Linked DNA regions of Mus musculus: region 2 is linked to region 1. Evidence: chromatin contacts called from public HiChIP or PLAC-seq data. All regions are on one chromosome and are shown on one strand. The core of a region is the stretch at or near the end of the contact, and the rest is flanking DNA. Distances in the headings are between cores, read along the strand shown. Region 1 has its middle 4.7 kb from the start of Gpx3. Region 2 holds the start of G3bp1 (GTPase activating protein (SH3 domain) binding protein 1).

Region 1 (5,124 bases), core at 881-3,380:
TTTTTGGAGACAGGGTTTCTCTGTGTAGCCCTGGCTGTCCTAGAACTCACTCGGGTAGACCAGGCTGGCCTCAAACTCACAGAGATCTGCTTGCCTCTGCCTTTTGAGTGCTAGGATTAAAGGCGGGTGCTGCCCCTGCCTGCTTCGTGGGTTCTTGGGATCAAACAAGGTTAGCAGGCTTGTGCAGCAGGCACCTTTACCCGATGAGCCCTGTCACTGGCCTGTTGTTATCCTAAAATTAAAAATAATATTTATTTTTATGTGTGTGACTGAGTGTATGTATGTGTACCACATACATGCCTGGTACCCATGGAGATCAGAAGAGGTGTTGGGTCCTCTGGATTTAGAGTTACAGATGGTTGTGAGCCTCCGTGTTGGTGTTGGGAATCAGACCCAGGTTCCCCAGGAGAGCAATCAGTGCCCTTAACCCCTGAATTGTCTCTTTAGCACAGAGACAGCCTTTCTGAGGCATGGCAGCTCGTACTATACCTCTAATTGCAGGGGATTTTATAGCTCTCCTGTAACCCTCTGCTGTTGTTTTGAGACAGGATCTCATTTTATAGCCCAGACAGGTTCAAATGTGACAATTCTCTTATCTTAGCTTTGAAAGTTCTGGGATTAAAAGCCTTGACTCTCCATGTTTGGCAAGATTTTAAACTTATATTTATCCTTTAACGTGACACATTAAAATATTATTTCTACTCGGGAGGCAGAGGCAGGTGGAGCTCTGAATTCAGGGTTAGCCTGCTCTATTGAGTGGTTCCAGGACAGCTAGGGCTACATGGAGAAACCCTGTCTCAAAAAGCCAAAAATAAAATAAAATAAAATAAAATAAAATAAAATATTATTTCAACATGTGTAATATACATTTTTTTGAGACACAGATTTATGTAGCCCACACTGGCCTCAAACCAGATATACACCCAAAAATGACCATGAACTCTTAATCCCCCTGCCTCCATCTCCCAAGAGCTGGGATTACAGGTTTAAGCCACCATGTCTGGCTCATTTTGCTTTTTTGCCCTGTACTGGGGACTTCATACATACTAAGCACCCCACTGCTGAGCTATGACAACCAGTCATTTGCCTGTTTGTTTGTTTGTTTGTTTGTTTAAAGAACAACTCTTCAAAAACAGTGTGTACTTTACATACTCTTGGCACTTATCAATTTGGACCGGGCACATTCCAAGGTGCCCGGTAAGGCCACATGGCCAGTAACTACCACTTTAGGTGGCACAGGCCCAGAGGTTATTGGCAAGAGCTCTGAAGACAGCATGTCTGGTTCAGACCTGGCTCTGCCTCTTTACCAACTGCATGCCATGAACAGTTATTTAGCCTCTCTGTGTATTCGAGTTATCTATGAGATGGCAATGTCAATGCAACCTTTCTCATGAGGTCCCAAGGTCTTTTCAAAAAGTTAAGCTGGGGCTGAGGACAAAGCTCTCAGTTTGTCTAAAATATTCGAAGTCCCACGTTTTGTTCCCAGTACCACAGAGGCCAAGTTTGGTGATTTACAGTATAGGGAGATATCACCCTTCAAGGCCAGCCTAGGCTACAAAAAAATGTAATAAATCCAAGTCAGCCTGTGTATAGGCTATTGAATGACTGATGGTTAGTAGTTTAGACATAACCCCTAGACAGACAACTGTCATGTTCAGTTCCCTGTCCCACAGATGAGAAAGGAGAGGTTTAGGATCTGGAAGGTCCTCTCTGGAAGGAGCAGGCTCTAGCCTCCCTCCCTCCTCCTTCTCTCCTCCTCTCTCATTTTTTATTATTTTTAGTTATGTGTATAGATTTCGGTGTGTATGCACATGTGTGCCTGAAGACTCAGATGCCCTGGAACTGTTGGTTTTGGGCTGCCCAACCCAGATACTAGGAACTGAAGTTGGGTCCTCTGCAAGGGCAGTACACATTCTTAACTGCTGAAAAGCTCTCTCTCCCTCACCAGACTCTTGACTGACAGCCTCTGAGCTGACTCTAAGATTCCATCTGCCAATGATTCTGGGAACCAGAAGCTCCAAGGCCCCACCTGAGTTCTGCAAATTCTTCTTGATTGCAAAACAGATCACATAGTACGGAGCGATGCAGGCTGGGCCTCCCCACCTGCCACCCCTGTCTGGGAGCTTAAGTTGGGCTGGCTGACCCCATCGCTGACCTCCAAACCAAAGCTCTTATTCAGCAGTGGGGAGCCGTTCAGTGTTCTGGCTTTTATGGCCCTTTTTGTTCATTAACTCATGTTCTGTCTTCCTTGAGAACACAACGCATCAGCACTTAGAGAAAAAAAATCTCTTGTTCCACTATCTCCAGTCCTTGTTTACCAACCAATTGGAGAGCTAGGGTCAACGAGACATCTCAGGGAGTAAAGGGGCTTGTCGCCAAACCTGATCTCACGCGATGTTCACCTTGGGGAGCTGCATGGTAGAAGGAAAAAAGAAATACGTGTAATTATGTTTTGTTGTTGTTTTGTTTGAGACATGGTTTTTTTTTTTTTTTTTTTTTTTTTTTTCTATGTAGCTCTGATTATCCTGGAACTTACTATGTCGACCATGGTGGCCTTGAACCCTCTCAGAGATCTCCCTGCCTCTACAGTGCTGGGATAAAACTGTACACTACAGTTCTTGGCAAGAAAAGAATTTAAGTTCTGTTTTAGTTTCCTGTATCTATTTTATGTGCACGATTGTTTGTGCCACTCGCATGCCTGGTACCCGCAGAAACCAGAAGAGGCCATCGGATGCCCTGGAACTGGAGTCATAGGCAGTAATGAGCTGCCATGTGGCTGCTGAGAATTAACCCCAATCCTGGAAGAACACCCAGTGCTCTTAACCTCTGCAATATCTCTCCAGTCCCCTTAGAAGTCTTTTTAATGGAGAAGATAAGAGATACTGGGTGCTCAACTCTCTGGGATGAAACAAAGGAGAGCACATTCTCAGGCAGGAGATAAAACCTACGAATGCTCTCTCGAAAGCTCCAGGATGTCCGTATGCACCAACCCCTTCCCACAGCTTACTGCATGTCACCTCTCCCAAACAGGCCTCCTCAGAACAGCCTCCTGAGCTCCGGTCTCATACAGCATCTGACTAGTCTTATGGGGCTCACATAGTTATCAAAGGCTACCGGCCATTCTGCTCATGCTGGGTGCCACAGTATGTTTCATTTGTTACGGTACAATAGATATTTGCCAAGCTAATAGGAATCATGTCTCATTTGAACTGCTGCAAATGAGGATTTTTGTAGACCTTATAATTCAGTGTAAAAAATAAGCAGGGCATGACGATGGGATGGGAGCTGTTTCAAGATAAATAAGTAAGTAGACAATGAACAAAATCAAGAAATTATTTTAGCTGGGCACACAACAGCTATGTGCAGTGGCACATGCGCCATGCCTCCAAATAAATGAAAGTTAAACTTTTAAAACAAAAGACTATGTAACAAATTTGAAAAAGAAAAGGAAAGAAAGAAAAAAAATCTCCCATAGGAGTTTTCTTTCTTTTTTTCTTAAACTTTTCCTTAATAAATCTACTACCCTAGATTTATTACAGGTTTGAGCCACCATGTCTGGCTTATTTTGCTTTTTCGCCCTGTACTGGGGACTTCATACATACTAAGCACCCCACTGCTGAGCTATGACAACCAGTCATTTGCCTGTTTGTTTGTTTGTTTGTTTGTTTAAAGAACAACTCTTCAAAAACAGTGTGTACTTTACATACTCTTGGCACTTATCAATTTGGACCGGGCACATTCAAAAACAAAAAGTGTACTAGAGTTGAGGTAGAGAGTATTGGCTATTCTAGGAACTAATAAAACCAGGGGTCAGGTGTGGTGGCACAAACTTTAATCCCAGCACTCAGGAGGCAGAGACAGGAACATCTCTGTGAGTTGGAGGCCAGCCTAGACTACATAGTGAGTTCCAGGACAGTCAGGGCTATAGAGTGAGACAGTATCTCAAAAACAAACAAACAACTCAGAGAACCCCCAAAACCCCAAACCAAACCAAACCCAGTGGATCTGAGCAGTGCTCAGAAAGTGATGTTAGCAGAGTCCTGACCTGGCAGAAGGAAATTAGGTAAAGAGGGGAGGTGGGTGGTGGGGCAGATAGGAGCCAACAGAGAAAGGCTGCAGGTGAGGCTGAGCTATAGGCTGGGACCTGAAACCGTTCTGTCCATCTGAGCAAGACAGAACTGGAAGAGAGGCCAGAAGATGAAGTGGCAGGTTCTGAGTCACTGAAAAGAATTTGAACTTTAACCCGAGGACAAATGGAAGCTGCCCCGTGGAGATCATCTCTCAGGAACAAACCTACCAGATCAGCTTCAGAGGTTGCCCACCCCCCTGTCTCTCTCTCTCTCTCTGTCTCTGTCCCCCCTCAATGTCTCTGTCCTCTAGACAGGCTCTCACTGTATACAGGACTGTCCTGGAACTCTCTCCGCAGACCAGGTTGGCCTCATGCAGTAATTCTTCTGCTTCAGCCTCCTCCCAGGTGCTGGGATTACAGGTGTGAACCTTCACATCTAATCCAATTGTTTATGCCTCCCTCCTCCTCCTCCTCCTCCTCCTCCTCCTCCTCCTCCTCCTCCTCCTCCTCCTCCTCCTCCTCTTCAGACAGGCTCAGGCTGGTCTCGAGCATATGATCTCCTGCCATTTATGTGGTGCTGGAGCTGGGTCTCAGGGCTCAGTGGTGTGGGGCAAGCACTCTGCACACTGAGCTACATTCCCCCATTGTATCTTTCTTTTTCTTTTTCTTTCTTTCTTTCTTTCTTTCTTTCTTTTTTTTTTTTTTTTTTTTTTTTTTTTTGTAGACCAGGCTGGCCTCGAACTCAGAAATCCGCCTGCCTCTGCCTCCCAAGTGCTGGGATTAAAGGCATGTGCCACCATGCACTAAGTTACCCAGGCTGACCTTGAACTTGTCATCCTCCACACAGTGCCCCAAGTAATGGGGTCACAGGTTATGCCACCAGCTTTCAGGCTCATCTCTTTGCCTGGTTGAATTTAAGGAAGGCATTTTTGTTTTATATAAAGTTTTACTTTGTAGTTCAAGCTATTGGTTATTTGAGGGGAAGCTTCTTTGTTCCCCCGTTTTGTTTTTGTAAGAGGGTCTTGCAATGTATAGTAGAGCCTGACCTGGAGCTT
Region 2 (5,124 bases), core at 1,588-4,087, 570 kb after region 1:
CTGGCAACTGGTTACTAGGAGAGAGAAGGTCAGGTTTCCTCAGGTGGAGGGCACCAGATAGGCCCCCATTGCTCCAGTAGATTGTCCTACGTCCATGCACATAGTGGCAGTACTATATGAACCCAGTGGGAACCCCATGGAATTAGGGGGAGAAGGAATAGGGTGGCCTTGAATGAAACACTTCACATGCATGTATACGATTCTCAAACAACAAAAAAAGATATGTATCTTTACAGATTTTCCCCCCCTTATAAATATATCTTTAGGGCTGGTGAGATGGCTCAGTGGGTAAGAGCACCCGACTGCTCTTCCGAAGGTCAGGAGTTCAAATCCCAGCAACCACATGGTGGCTTACAACCATCCGTAACGAGATCTGACTGGAGTGTCTGAGGACAGCTACAGTGTACTTACATATAATAAATAAATAATAAAAAAAAATCTTTAAAATAGTGTTTTAAAAGCTAGTTTTGGCGGTGCACTGCTTTAATTCCAGCTGAGGCAGAATGGGGAGGGTGTTTATGAGTTCCAGGCTGTGATTATGTTATTACTTAAACAAACAATATGGAGAGAGAGAGAGAGAGAGAGAGAGAGAGAGAGAGAGAGAGAGCCAGCGAGCAAAGCCAGCGGGGAACACTGGTATTGTATTGAAAAGAATTCTTGTGAAAATCTGCCAAAGCTCTCTGAATAAGGTATTACAATTTTTTTCCCCTGCAAAACCCAATACGAATCTCAAATCTCCTGGTTTATTAACAAAAACAAAAAAACAAAACAAAACAAAAAAGCCTTCCAGATGGGTGTGGGGTCTCATCCCTTTAATTCCAGCATTCGGGAGGCAGAGGCAGGGGATCTCAGAGTTAGAGGACATCTGGTTTGCACAGAGAAGTTCCAGGATAGCCAGGGCTGTTTTTAAAAACAAACAAACAAGCCGGGCGTGGTGGTGCACGTCTTTAATCCCTGCACTCGGGAGGCAGAGGCAGGCAGATTTCTGAGTTTGAGGCCAGCCTGGTCTACAAAGTGAGTTCTAGGACATCCAGGGCTATACAGAGAAACCCTGTCTCGAAAAAACAAACAAACAAACCCAACCAACAAAGCCTCTACAGCTCCAAATTAAAGCCCACATTCCTTGGTTGGGCTAGCAATCCTACCAAGCGTTCCTAGAAGGAGGTTCCCACTGGAGGCTCAATGCTAGCTGCCTGTTGATAGGCTCTGACCCAGTGCTGGAGCACTGCACTGTCTCTTGGTTCCTGGCTTCCGGATTCCAGGTTCTGCCTGGCTGCCTTTTCCTTCCAGCCTGGGCTGGGCGAGCCCTTTCCCTTTGCACGTGGGAACTGTGCACGTGTTCCTTTTGGAAACTCGCTGTAACACTTTAACACCTGTATTTTCGGTATTTAAGAGGTTAGGGCAGGAGGATGGCGAGTTCGAGATCAGCCTAGGGTATGGTAAATCCAGCTCAGCATAGGCTACAAGGGGAGACCTTGCCTCGAAAAGCCCTGAAACAAAACAAATTAATGCGAGTTTAGCTTGCTTTCAGGATTTCATGTCACTCAGAATGGCCTTGGACTCGTGTAGCTCAGGATGGCCTGGAATTCTCCCTGCCTCCAGGGAACACAGACTAGTCTAGTTTGTGTTTAGCATTTGGATCACAGCTCTTAATATAAAATGCTCATGGTGGCCAGAAGGCTCACAAAACCCCCCCGAGTTGGGGTCAGCAGCAGACTGAGGTACTACTATTTGGACCCTGGAGCCTTTATGGGGGAACCTTAGGCGTGTCTGCCTAGGAGTTGGGTAAAGTTCCCATTTCAGTTTGAAAAGCATGTGACAATGGCTGGTGGTGACGCATCCTATAACTTTCGCCAGCCAGAGGGTGATCAAAGATGGGATGTTGTCTCTGCAATCACAAGATTGGAAAACCTGAAAACGTCCAGGAGCCACCCGGGCACGCCAGCTTGGAAGCCACCCGGGAACAAGAGCATTCCCAAACGCCAGGGAGGCTGCCTCGCGGTATGCTCTGGGGTGCCGACCAAGCCAGTTTCGCTGTCCTCGGTCGCCACTGCATTCGTGCTGAGTAATGCTAAGGGTCAGCAGCTCCTGCTCTTCCGAAATGCATGCAAAAAAAGTTTTGATGCGAAGAGAAAAAAACCAAACCAAAAAAACAAAACCCGGGAAACTGTTACTTAGATCCCGGGTACCAGAGTCGCCTGGGAAGGCGGGAGACCGGTCCTCGAGGACAGGATTCAACCTAAGAGGAAGAGAAAGGAAAGGGAACGGAAGACGCAGCTAGTCCATCCTCTTAACCGCTCCAGAGGGCACGGCGGCCCTGGGGCTGCCTTTGGAGAGGGCCATCCCTCCCTGTCAATCAGCTCCATTCGGTGTTGCGATTGGCTGGGGGCTTCCTTGCTCCCCGCCCGCGCCTACCTCCTAGTTGCATGGGGTTTACTTCCCCAAAGTACACGGGCCCCACCTTGTGGATCAACCGCTCCTGCCTGGACAGTGGGTTTCCGCCCAGAAAAAGAAATGTAAGCCAATGAGAACGGGTGCATGCAACTATTGGCTTGTCTGAGTGTCGCTCTCAGTGCATCCCGCCCTCATTTTTATAGACCATCTGAGTATTGGCGAGGTTTCGTGTCCATCTGGGCTCTAGCTCCTTCAGTTATAGGCAGATGCGGCAGCCACTCAGGAGCTCGGCCTCTAGACAAAGACGCTGTCCAATCATAGCCAAGGGGCGCGGTGGCGAGGCGGCCATTGGTCCCTGCATGCGACCGGGAGCAGCAGGTTCGGCTGAGCGCGGCTATATAGCGGGCGGCGGGCACGCGTGCCGCGGCATCGCGCGAGGGACGCCGCCACCTCCTCCCACGTAGCAGCCCTGTCCTCCCGCTCAGCCGCGCAGGTACTTGGGCCCGCGGGTGGGGCTGATCGGATGCGGGCCGGGCATGAGCCGAGCTGCGGCCGCGAGCGGGGCGCCCCGGGAGACCGCGCGGCGCGTCCCCACCCCCACCAACGGCCGGCGCGGCCTCCTGCCTGCGCTTTAGGGCCCGCGCGTGGTCCACCGCACCAACGGCGGGCGTCACGCGTCTGGCCGGCCCTGCGTGCTCCACGCGCATTCTCTGGCGCGCGCCGGCTCTTCCGGATGGTATAGCTGGGCCTGGACCCTAAGGAAGCCTTCGGATATGGGGATGGGGGTTGGGGGAGCCCAAGCTGAGAGCGTGATCGCGCCTCCCAGGGTTGCAGAACGGAGGCGCGCGACCCCGGGTTCAAGGGCTCAGTGGTGCAGAGACAGCCACGCCAAGACGTGATCTCTCCAATCCCCCCACTGTTTCCCCCTGCACTATGCCGAGAGTTCCCTTTTTTCCCGCCCTTCCCGGTCACCTGGGTGCAATCAGGTAGGTCCAGTCAACAGGAGAACGAGGTGGAATCAAGGCCCTCTGTAGGGAAAGGACAGGCATCTGTGCAGGCTACGTGGCTGTGGGACACCATCGGCCACTGAGCTCTTGAATCTGAGGTGCAAACCCCAGTATAAGAAGTCCCGTGGTGGCATCTGCGAGCCAGTGGGGGACTCCAGAGAAGAGATTAGGAGTGGGGTTTTGAATGACAAAGGAAGACTTAGCTTTCTTCGCACTTACATAGATAGATAGATGCGCCTCCAAGTTAGCTTCTGGGAAAAATAGAGAAAAATACAGTGAGTGTAATGTAATCGAGTGTGCCTCTCAGCAGGTCCGAAACGCACCTCGAGGTAACGGGAAATTCCCGCCAACAGGAAGTCAAACTCTGACATTAGATCTTGACTCTTCAAGACCCCTTTTTAACTTAGAATGTTTTAGTTGTGAATCAGAACAAACTTAGATTAAAAAAACCTTTGTTTGAGAAGGTCGTAAGTCCAAGGAAACAAAGTGTTTAAATTCTTACAAGAGTTGAAGTTAAAGTTTGAAATTGGATAGGACCGGCCCGGGCTTCAGTGCAGAGGTGGAGCACTTGGCATGGAATACAGGAAGCCCCGGGTTCAGTCACCAGAGCCACAAAAATAAGTCACATCTGAAATTGCTGGGGAGAGGATGGTGTCCAGTGTCCAGTTATTGTGCAGTGGGTCACAGTCACCGATTGGGTTTGTTGGCAAGCACAGCCATTAGGTCTCCTGCCGAACCATCGATGATCAACTGCCTTTTTTAAAAATTCTTACTGTGGAGCCCTTCCTGGCCTGGAATTCAAGAGGATCTCAGAATCTTCTCGGTGCCAAGAGTTAAGGTGCCTCCACTAAGCCCAACCGAGTAATTTATTTTAGTACTTACTTGGTTTGACTTCTACGGGTTGCAAAGCTATTTTCAAGGATCTGTGGTCAGCCTATCTTTCTATGCTGAGGATTGCCTTTAACCCCTGGCTAGAAAGCACGTTAAATGGCAGATGTTTCACATCGAAGACTACAACAGAAGTTTCAGGACTAGTTCTTGAGGGGCACATCCTTGCAAAAAGTTAAAGACCACTGACATTTAACAAAGTGGCAACGAAGAACCAAACGCTGTGGGGATGCATGCTGAATTTAACTGCCTTGCTTCTGAATATAACATTGTTTCCTTGGAACGGGTTCTACTTAACCTGCACGGAGGGGTAGGCGAATGTTAGTAATTCATCACCTTTTAAAATAAGGCAGTGACCTGCTTTCTAACTTGGGAAGTTTGAGTCCAGGTAGTGTTACTGAGGTCAGATATATCAAGGGGAAATGATCGAATTGAAGGGGATGGCTATTAATCTCATCCCCACACATTCAAAAGACTCTTGGCCTCAGGCAGGTGCTTAGTAGGATAGGGATAGATAGAAACTGACTCCTTAGCTCAGTGTCAGAAAGCAGTGAATTGAAGCAGTGACTGACCGCCTTGGCTGCTCCCTTCCGAGCAGGTCAGAGGTTACTGCTGGTGGAGGTGTCTTTTGAGCTAAGGTTCTAACAGGTACTACACTGCGCAGTTTCTTTTTCTTTTCTTTTCTTTTTTCTTTTTTTTTTTTTTTTTGTCTCGAGACAGGGTTTCTCTGTATAGTCCTGGCTGTCCTGGAACTCACTTTGTAGACCAGGCTGGTCTTGAACTCAGAAATCCGCCTGCCTCTGCCTCCCAAGTGCTGGGATTACAGGCGTGCGCC

What was found. HiChIP or PLAC-seq counts read pairs in DNA pulled down with a chosen protein or histone mark.
Region 2: an H3K27ac HiChIP or PLAC-seq map of extraembryonic endoderm stem cells shows a contact between it and region 1, with 5 times the contacts expected there. The contact joins the promoter of G3bp1 here to the enhancer-like site in region 1. A contact is called at or near these places in 1 of 39 promoter capture datasets (hippocampal neurons), 2 of 484 Hi-C or Micro-C datasets (gonadal supporting cells and nephron progenitors) and 1 of 115 datasets of contacts at active chromatin or transcription factors (extraembryonic endoderm stem cells).

What each region holds. Positions count from the first base shown.
Region 1 is chr11:54,895,606-54,900,729 of GRCm38.p6, forward strand. No RefSeq gene overlaps it. Among named protein-coding and RNA genes, the nearest start is that of Gpx3, 4.7 kb to the right of the region's middle. Within about 2 kb of position 2,131, at least 12 of the 459 cell types and tissues checked have an H3K27ac peak or open chromatin away from gene starts, as enhancers often do. A contact at or near this core is called in extraembryonic endoderm stem cells, where this site is marked.
Region 2 is chr11:55,466,915-55,472,038 of GRCm38.p6, forward strand. It overlaps G3bp1 (GTPase activating protein (SH3 domain) binding protein 1), which reads left to right and starts at 2,838. Exons shown (of 12, transcript NM_013716.2): 1 at 2,838-2,887.